Linked DNA regions of Mus musculus: region 2 is linked to region 1. Evidence: chromatin contacts called from public Hi-C data. All regions are on one chromosome and are shown on one strand. The core of a region is the stretch at or near the end of the contact, and the rest is flanking DNA. Distances in the headings are between cores, read along the strand shown.

The links. A called contact is a pair of places that touch in the nucleus more often than the background predicts.
Region 2: a contact with region 1 is called in a Hi-C map of bone marrow-derived macrophages, with 3 times the contacts expected there. The contact joins two enhancer-like sites. A contact is called at or near these places in 7 of 484 Hi-C or Micro-C datasets (the 3T3-L1 cell line, Th1 cells, Th2 cells and 4 more).

The regions. Positions count from the first base shown.
Region 1 is chr16:51,919,614-51,924,597 of GRCm38.p6, forward strand. No RefSeq gene overlaps it. Among named protein-coding and RNA genes, the nearest start is that of Gm29686, 65 kb to the right of the region's middle. Within about 2 kb of position 1,663, at least 9 of the 459 cell types and tissues checked have an H3K27ac peak or open chromatin away from gene starts, as enhancers often do. A contact at or near this core is called in bone marrow-derived macrophages, where this site is marked.
Region 2 is chr16:52,178,796-52,184,135 of GRCm38.p6, forward strand. It overlaps Cblb (Casitas B-lineage lymphoma b), which reads left to right. Exons shown (of 18, transcript NM_001033238.1): 14 at 4,417-4,563. Among named protein-coding and RNA genes, the nearest start is that of Gm23513, 76 kb to the left of the region's middle. Within about 2 kb of position 3,411, at least 65 of the 459 cell types and tissues checked have an H3K27ac peak or open chromatin away from gene starts, as enhancers often do. A contact at or near this core is called in bone marrow-derived macrophages, where this site is marked.

The DNA.
Region 1 (4,984 bases), core at 413-2,912:
TTTTCCTTTAAAGATCTCCTTTAGGTCAGCGCTATTTTGGATTTGTGAATTTCTTAGGAGGTCAGACTCCTGATATTACAACTAATTCAGACAAAGAGGGAACTATAAATTTATCTTCCTTGAAATATAATCCTGCTCTGAAAGAAGGAAACCACTAGACATCCAAAAAGGTAGTTCTTTAATGTCCTCTGCAGGAAGAAATAAAATGATACTGAACTTGGTAAGGTTTGGAGACAGCACAGCAAGAGATCTGTGAAGAAAAAAAATTAAAACAAATAAAACAATAAAGCCTTGTTACATTTTCCATATAAAACCTAGGCCTGAAGGTGCAGGCCTGTAAAACCCAAACTGCTTAAGACACAGTAAGATTGAAAGGTCAAGGTCAGCCTGGGCAAACTAGCAAGATTCTATCTTGAGATTTTATTTTCTTTTAAAGTTCAAAAAATCTGAAGTGGTTAAATATTTGCCTAGCATGGGTGGAGCCAGGCATTCAATCACCTGCACTGAAATTCTAATTAAATTTCCACATATAGCTATCTGCTATAGAACAGAAGAGATTATTAACTGGGTTATACACATATTAATTATGTTTCTGAAAGATCAAGAAGCACTGGAAAGAACCATGAAATGCAGAAAACACCTTCCAAAAGAGAAAGCTGGCAGTCATCATTTAAGAAATGAGAAAAAAATTAGATAACTTATATTATAATGTTGAATAAGCTTTTAGAAAATATGTCACATGACATCAATGTGTTTTTAATACATCAGAAATAAGAATGTGCATAGACTGTAAATCTACTGTTTACAAATTAATGAAAACAATAGAAAAAATTTTAATTTCCCTGTATTTGGAGGTGCCAGGAGAGTATAATAAAGAAGTAATTTCAGTATTTTATAATACAAAACTGACAGCAACATGGCCGTAACATTTCAGCAAAAGTAAATTGTCTCCAGATGCACAAATACTCTCTATGATTATAATGGAATTGAATTAGAAAGTAGCAAAATTGCCTCCACTTACGTAAACACTACAATAATCTAGACACAATGTCACTAACTTAAAAGTACACAGAGTTGGGCACTGGAATCAAGAACATGCACATATGTATGGACCACTAACCTGCGGCAGACAGTCCCAAAGGCAAGCTGATGGGAAATTATTTTCTTCCAATGATACTAGAAGCTGATATCCACATACCAAAACATCACCATCAGTTTAATCCTCATTTCTAATAACTGATACCCAAAAATTAACTCTAGTTTTTCAAAGATCTAAATGTGAGGCCTAAGGTTACAAACGGTCTAAACCAAAATACAAAAGAAAATCTTTCTGATTTCAGGCAGTTTATTAAGCATATTACCAGAAGCTGCTCAACCCATAAAATGAAAAGAAAAAAGTGTGACTTCATCAACATGTGGAACACTTAGATTTTATTTTTGAAATCTGAATTAGAAGAGAAAACCGCAAACCAAGGACTGGTAGAATCTATTGGTAAACCACATATCTCATAAAACAATTGCATCCAGAACTCAGCAATAAAAACTGAGCTTCCTTAAAAGGAATAGGGAAAGAGCCCTTTCAGCAAAATGCAGAAGGGATGACAGATAAGCACATGAAAAGTTGCTCAACACCATCAGTCATTAGGGAAATAAAATCAAAACCAGAAGGAGATAACAACACATTGGAATGGTGCACGTCGTAGAAAGGAAGTAGGCAAAATGGGATGCTATATGCGGCCAGTGGGGATCTAAAGTAGGACAAACACTTGCAACTTAGTTTTAAACTTAAAAAAATAGTAGAGCTTAGCCCCTGTCTTAGTCATTGTTCTATTGCTGACCAAGGCAACTCCTTTTTTTTTTAATTTTTAAAAATTTTTTATTAGGTATTTTCCTCGTTTACATTTCCAATGCTATCCCAAAAGTCCCCCATACCCACCCCCCCACTCCCCTACCCACCCCCTCCTCCTTTTTGGCCCTGGCATTCCCCTGTACTGGAGCATATAAAGTTTGCAAGTCCAATGGGCCTCTCCTCTTAAAGGAAAGCATTTAACAGGGACTAGCTTACAATTTAAGAGGCTTGGTTCATTTTCATCATGGCAAGGAACATGGTATCACACATGGCATTGGGAAAGTTATTAAGAGCTATATCCTGATCTGCAGGCTGAAAGAGGGAAGGAGGGAGGGAGGGAGGGAGGGAGGGAGGGAGGGAGGGAGGGAGGGAGGGAGGGAGGGAGGGAGGGACAGACAGAAACACACACAGACAGACAGCGCCAGTCACGAGTTTTTGTAGCCTTAAAGCCTGCCCCTACCAAAGAGTTCTACTCCCAGCTAGTAAGCATTCAAATATGAGCCTGTGGAAGCCATAGTTTTTCAAACCACCACAGCAAGTTTAGACATCACTACTCTTGCCTTTAAAAGGAAAATTTAGCCAATCTGATTTTCTTGGATCAATCCACAAGTCGCATGTTTTCCTATCATCTTGGAATCTAAATGTCAGTTGATGACTAGTGTCAAAATGGGGGCCTGTTTAATGCAAAGAGCATTAAAGCCACCCAAAGAGCAGAAATGATGGATAAGTTGTATGTGGTAGATATATAGATACAAATGATTTAGTCTCTATACTTCTGGTTATTTCCCCAAAGACATAAAACTGCATGTTCTATAAAACAATGGTCAGAAATGCCGCCAAAGTAGAAAGAAGTATTCATTATCAGGTAGTAAGTGAATAGGTAACAAAGAGGTATTTATATAAAGAGAGGAATCTATATTTTGTGATGCTTATATTGATTGTAAACTTGACAGAATCTAGAATCATTAATTGTATGTACTTCTGAAATGTTACCTTTTTTAGATTAATTAAGATGGGAATACCCACTGTGGGTGATACCATTCCATAGGCTGCGGTCCAAAGCTGATTAAAAGGAAGAAATTATGCTGAGCCCATTCAGCAGGTTCTCTTTCCTGAGTTAGGATGCAACATGACCAGCTGCTTTTAAAGTTCCTGCTGCCTTTACTTCCCTACTCTAATGGACTGTAGCTTGTAACTGTGAGATAAAATAAACACTTTCTTCTTAAGTTACTTTTTTCAGAGCATTTGATCATAACAGGATGCACGCACACACACACCCTCATGAGAGTGTGGTGGTGGTGGTGTGTGTGTGTGTGTAGCTTTACCATATACCAACAGTATAGACAATGGCCAAATGACAGTGTGTTTGAATCTTAAAGCAGTTTAGTGATTGAATGTAGCCCCACAGAAAAGGGATGCCACCTGATTTCATTTACATTTAATGTTAATAAACATTGGAGCAATCCGAGGTTGCCTGAGGACGAAATATATTGCTGTGGGAGGGAGGGACTATAAAGGGACTTCAGGAAGCCTTTGAGGATGATGGATATCCTCATTGTCACAGCTGTTCTAGATTCATTCACACACATATGTCAAATTACATGCTTTGAATAGACACCGCTTATTTTTATTTATTAAGCTTCCATGAGACTTTGAAAATTATTAGAATATGCATTAGATAGTGATTTACCTATGATGAATTTAATGTTGAAATTTAAGTATATAATAATGGATAATGCCACATCATGGTAAAGAAATGTTTTAAATAGATTGTGCTCACTCAGATCTCCTTGGAAAATTTTATCCCTTTAAAGAGTACATCTCTGTTTTTTAATACTCATTAATTAATTTATTTGTTATATTTTGTATAAAATCATATTGTGATTTATGTCTGAAGTGGACTTGATGTTTAAACAATATATAAATGATATGTTAACTATATTTTACAAAAGTATGATTACAATTTTTAAATTAAGATAAGTATTATAATACCTTAACTATATATCAGAAATTACCTTTAACTAGTTCCATAAATATGCTCCAATGAACAGAAATTCATGTATCAAGAGTATCTAGTTGTAAAATACCTTAAAATAAAGGTGTAGTTATACATGTGAGTGTATGAATATATAGTATGTCATTATAAAGTTTGGATTTGTTAAAAATGTTTTTCATGTAGATTTAAGCATTGGCTTTAAGAGAGAAATTTTAAGGGTTGTTGAAAACACCCAAAAATACATGCAAACTTCTCAAGAAAATGAGTCATTCTGCTTCAATTATATTTTTACTCTAATAGAACTACTCAAGACTTAATTTCAAGCCTTCATGCAAAAGCTAGGAAAACTTAAGAACTTTGTGATAGAAAGACAAATCAAATATGAAAGCCATTTAAACTTTCTCCTAATGCAACAATGGCTCAGTCTTAGGTGGAAAATTGAATGAATTTGCTGAGGAGAAATATTTTGCACTAACCAGTTAGCTCATTGTTCTTACATTTGAAACCAGTCTCCGTAGATAAAATGAAGAGGAATGTGCTCATCTCATCCTGTTGCCGAGTACTATTTTGGAGTATTTTTGTGCCAAAATAAAGAGGGACTTACCAAACATTTTACAGGAAGAAACAAAAAAAAAAAAAGATTATTTGTACAAAACTTCACAGTCCCTGCAAGCTGAATAATGAAACAAAAGAGAAGGAATAAATAAACAGAAACTCAGATTCTAATTTTGAGATTCCAAATCTATTTCATCTGGTGAGAATGTCCAAGGATCAAGAAGTTCCTGTCCCACAGACAGCGATGGAACAGTTTCCTGTACAACAGGAATACAGTTGCTACAGGCAGTGGAACCAGTTACACCTTCTAGAAAAATAAAACTTCCGTTCTGGTAAAATCCATACCTTGTAAGTCCTTAAAGTGCCTTGTAGGCCACTTTGCTTTTGGCAATATATATTGAGAGTCAAAAGTAACTGCAGACCTAATTCAGAACAACTGTGATGGAATCTTCCTGATCCTGGAAGAGATGGAAGCCTTGGGTGAATGCAGAGGTGCCAACATGGAAATGGGGGCATTCTTGGGTCAAAATTAACACTAACACCACTAGGAAGTTGTGTTTCGAGGGGTTAGAAGATAAAACCTC
Region 2 (5,340 bases), core at 2,161-4,660, 260 kb after region 1:
GACGTGGGGCAGGATGACTAGTGACACACAGACTGTCACTCTAGATGTGGTCCTGAGGAAAGACCTCTCTGAAAGGCGCTTTTAAAGCAGTAAAGCAAGGGAGAGAGCCCAGCTGTGCGTGAAAAGCCTGACCCTGGGGCACCGGGGTGCAGCTGTCCTAGCTGTCTCCAGGTTTTCAGCAAATCTGTGAGATCGCTCGCAGTCAAAGCTTAGTCCAAAGCTGCAGGCTGCAGCAAGCTCACCTTTTCCTGATAGTGTGAAAAGCACCCTCTCAATCATTGTAATACTCATGCCAGGGTTTTGGGCAAATGACTTGTGTGCTGCAGACACAAGATAATCTTGTCGAACATCACTGTTTGTTTTGCTGGCTCTTTGGGCTTTGGTTTGTCTGAATTGGAGATGTTTTCTGTTCAGGTAAGAACAGTGTAGCACATGAAACATGAAATAAAACATGGCAGCTTGAGCTTTTATTTAATAAAAACATGTATATCTTTACTTTCTGCCATTAGTTGCTTGAACAGAGATCTTCTGATATGGGAAGCAAGTAAAATGGCATATTATTTAAAATGCTTTTCTGTCCATGAAAGGTTCTGAAAATTGTTGCTCTCTCTCCTTTTTTATCGGCATGGTGATTTTCCTTGCTAATACCCCCTCATTATTTTTATTTAAAAGCTTGTAAGTGCTCAGTTACGTGCAAAGTAGGGTAATCCTTGATGGCCTCAAGGTCTTCCCTTAAACATGTTGCAATTGTAGACAAAAACAGTAAAATAACAGTATAGGAAACACATCAATAGAAGGACATATGCTAAATACATATAACCGAAAAGGTCAAAGAAAATTACTGAATTTGTTGCCAGTTTCATGGGGATTTTTATAGACACTGAAATATGAAGGGGTCTGCTTTTTGTTTTCGGAGAAAAGTTGGTGTGTCAAGGGTTGCTCCAATTAGGAATGAAAACCACTTGAAGAGGGTGATATTTGAGGTCCATTATCAAAGTAAATGGTAATGGCATGTGCAGTCAGTCTGCCCTGTGGTTATTCTGGGAGTAGGCAGTTCTTGGGAGGAATATGTTTGTGAACCTTCAGCTTTGAAAGGTGGCCTCAGAAAGTATCACCGTGATGGAAATAGACCTCTTTCTCAACATGGCGAATGTGCCTGCACACTCAAGCCAGTGAGTCACCATGAGGATAGGAAGGCTCAGATGAGTTTCAAGTTAAGGGGATAATGGTTTTGCAACCTGGAAAAATGTACCTCCTGTGCTATGACTCAGGAACAGCAGCAGAATGGAAGAGGTAGCAGGAATGTGGAGTCATATAACAGTGTAAATGTGTGTAAATGGATGCAAATGGCTTGGTATCTTTCCTTTGGAGCCAGCCAGATAGCTGTCCTACTTTGTTCCTCCGGGACCCTGGAGGAACACAATGAAAATAATATCTTTCCCTTAAGATATACCAGTGACTGACTGAGTCTCCATGTCCCTAAGTCCACCATCTAGATAACATACACACAGACAGTGACTCTGTGTCTAGTTATGCTGACACCTGTTGACTCATAGGCTATACAAAAGTTTGGATACAATGCATAGACTTTGGGTCAGCTTGATCTCTCTGACTTTTTTATTTACAAGTTCTTTATGATAAAATTTTAATAAATATTAAAACATTAACCTAAGAGAAAATAGTGAACTTTCTTACAAGACTTTATTAAAATGATAAGTAGAAAATACCAGGATGGGCTGGTGAGATGGCTCAGTGGGTAAGAGCACCCGACTGCTCTTCCAAAGGTCCAGAGTTCAAATCCCAGCAACCACATGGTGGCTCACAACCATCCGTAACGAGATCTGACTCCCTCTTCTGGAGTGTCTGAAGATGGCTGCAGTGTACTTAAATATAATCAATAAATAAATCTTTAAAAAAAATACCAGGATGTATTTTTTATATTTCAATACAAATGGCACATAGCTTTCTTAACTTCTAGTTATAACTCACCAAGATCCATTCAACCTAATAAAATGTCTAACTAGTAGCTTCTAAAACTGAACCCTTAGTTTTTGATAAAATGATAGATAATTATTGCCTTTCATATTTACATCAGATGCTCTCTGACTAACAAAAGAGTGAGTGGTATTTAGCCAGGCAAGATCTTCTGTCAATGAAGGGTAGCATCCAGAGCTAACCACAACAGGTGTGGTTTGTTTGTTTTTTTTTTTAATTGTTTATTTCTTGCACTGACAAGATGGTTTCTTGCTACAAGGTCTGATCACCTGAGTTGAATCCCTGGGAACGGCAAGATAGGAGAGAGTAAGAACTGATTGCCACAAGTTGTCCTTGACCTCCATCCATACCTTGGCATGAGCACACACATCCCAATACATACTATATGTTATGCAAATTAAAAACAAGTATTCTTCCTTCAGAGTGAAGTGCTTCTTGGAAATCATTAAATTATTGAAGTAACCTGTAAGACAGATTTGAACTTCCACCTCTTGATGTAGTTATTGAATATTAAGTCAAAGGTCCCTTTTGTCTCTGAAGTATTTACTTAAGTGGTATGTATAGAGATGGTGTTCACTGAGACTGGAAGCAGAGCAGGATGAGGATGGGAACATGCAGGGCCCACTTCCTCTGCCTATAGAGACGTCCTGGTCTTTGCAGAGGTTGGTGAGATTGATGTCTGTCTCCAAGAATTTAGTGTTTGCAAGAAAATACAGTTATTTCTATCCTAACCATATTAAAACACCATCAAGTCATCATTTTGAAACATCTTTACTTTTGTCACCTTTAGTTGCAAGGTGTGTCTTCTAGGATTCAACTAGAGTGACTATAACACTATTGTTTGTTTATGAATTTCATAGCCTGTGTTCTGGGCTGTGTAGAGACCCCTCTGCTACTACAACAAAGCTTCAGGTTACCATTAACTGACATTTGGATCCTGAAGTATCTCTTAACAAACAGAGCTTTAAAAATCAATACTGAAAACTTCTTCAAAGACAAACTAAAAGTATAAGCTTTTGAAAACTCCCAAGGGAAGGTTTTCCGTGATCTCTGAATACAGTTGAAACTTTAAATATGAGCACACACATACATGCACACACACACACACACACACACACACACACACACACACACACACACACATACAAAACACCTCTGACATTTTTTTCTATTATAACGGGTGTTCAGCCACACTGACCCAAAAGTGAAATCATTATAGAAAGTTCTCCAAAATCCAAAGCTTTTTTGAGGATTACATGAGGGATACGACTGGTAAAGTCTGCAACTGTTCCAAAATTTGAGGGGAAAAAATAATCTGAAAAAATGTTTTAGTCCCAAGAAGTTCAGACAGGGACACTCAGCTCTCGGAGAGAAGAATACAAAATGAAAATGAAACTTTGTGGTGAGAAGAAATGAAAATGGAAAAAGAAAAAAGACAAAAAGCCACATAGGCATCGACTGCCTCACGTACCAGAGGGCTCCTGCTCCCTCTGCCGAATGTGCTGGAACATTACACTGTTTTGTGTTTTTTTTTTTTTTTTGGGGGGGGGGGAACATTTTCCGTGAAGTTTATAATAATTAAAGTGGCTTGGATCCGAGTTTTTCTAGTGTCTTGCAAACTAGCTGTCTTTCTACCTGTTGGCCAAGTTGCATTTTAACATTTTTTTTTTTGGACTGTTGTCTTGGGCAGTAGCAAAGGTTAAATTAAAACCCACACAGGAAGTAGAGTACTTTTCAATTTTATTTTATATATTTTCCCAAATGATCAAGTAAAATGCTCAAATCCACCACGGTATCCCGCTAAGTGTTTTATTCGTTGCAGTTAGGTATTACACTTAGGTATCATGAGTTACAAAAACAATCCATCTCAAAGATTTATTTCTGTCATGATCGGCTTCTAATTGTGGACACGTTTCGTTCTTAATTGTTGCAGTGGGAGGAACTCTAGCACTACAGTTATAAGTTGACAAGATAGTTAAATTTCTCTCATGTATGGCTTTTTTAAAACTATGGGTATTAGCCATAGACCAGTTTGAACCTTTAAAGAACCTCTTGTTTCCAGTTGATTTCAGTGTATCCTTATCACTTTTGCTGATTTCCAGTACATGGGAGGGAGCAATTAACATTTTAATAGCTTGGACTTGAATAATTGTACACATCTTATGTTAAAGCTTTATTTATAAAACCCTTTCATTTTCGTAATTTTCATTTTTTTCTTAGTTCACCCTTAAAAACCACAGGTATGAATATCTTATCTTAACATTTCAAGGCCTTCCATTTCTATTGGATGTAAGAACAGTTTACAGTTGAAAACTTCCAGTGACAAAGCAGTTTCTTCATTGTTCTATGTCACATCAGACCTTCCTGCTCTGGTATTTATGATGCTTAAACCAGATTGGATTTTCTTTTCCCTCTTGGTAGGTGTACTGGTCCATTAGCAAATTGTCTCTCAGAGAAAACTAGAGACACGGTAGAAGATGATGACGATGAATACAAGATTCCTTCATCCCATCCTGTGTCCCTGAATTCACAACCATCTCATTGCCATAATGTCAAAGCTCCTGTTCGGTAAGAAGATGAGCATCTCTGTATCATCCTGCATCGGCATAAGCATCGTCATGCTGTCAAACGTGGGGGTTGTTTCTATGCGGTTCAATAGTATGTGATTGGTTAAAAATCCTGTTCCTTGCCTAGCCTGTAGTTCCTATATATTTCCTTCATTGCTTCCACATAAAAGATTTTGTTGCCTTCTTCCCCACCCCCACAAAAGGCCAAATTACAATCTAATAAAAAGGAGCTATACGTTACATATAATGATGATTAATTCATGCATTTCCCCTAAGATATTTTAATGAATTTCAAAAGGTCCAAGCATATATATCATGAAGAAATATTAGTGCTTAGAAACTAATATTAAGGTACTAGGTCAACCTGCTTAAGAATTTTTCTTCATAATGTGAAGGCTAGAATAATTTATATTCATTTTCCTTCTTGATATGTAATATACTTCTACTGAAATCATAATACAATGGGGGGGAAGCCTTAACGTTACTTCTGTTAACTTCTTTTTTGAGCAAATACCTTCTCTTGCATGAGCTAAGAATACAAAGATCACTGGGTTTTGTTGTTTTATTTTGCTGTGTTTTCTTTTTCTTTTTCCCCTCATTATAATAGGAGCATTATTGGTCTTCAAAGTGCCAGTCACATTGACTTTTATAAGAATTATTGATAATGGCTTACATGTTTTGAAATATGTTTGTCTCTAAGCAAAATCATGGCTTTGCATGCATGAAACTTAATACAGTTACAGTAACATTTATATAATTTGCATCTTACTGACATGTC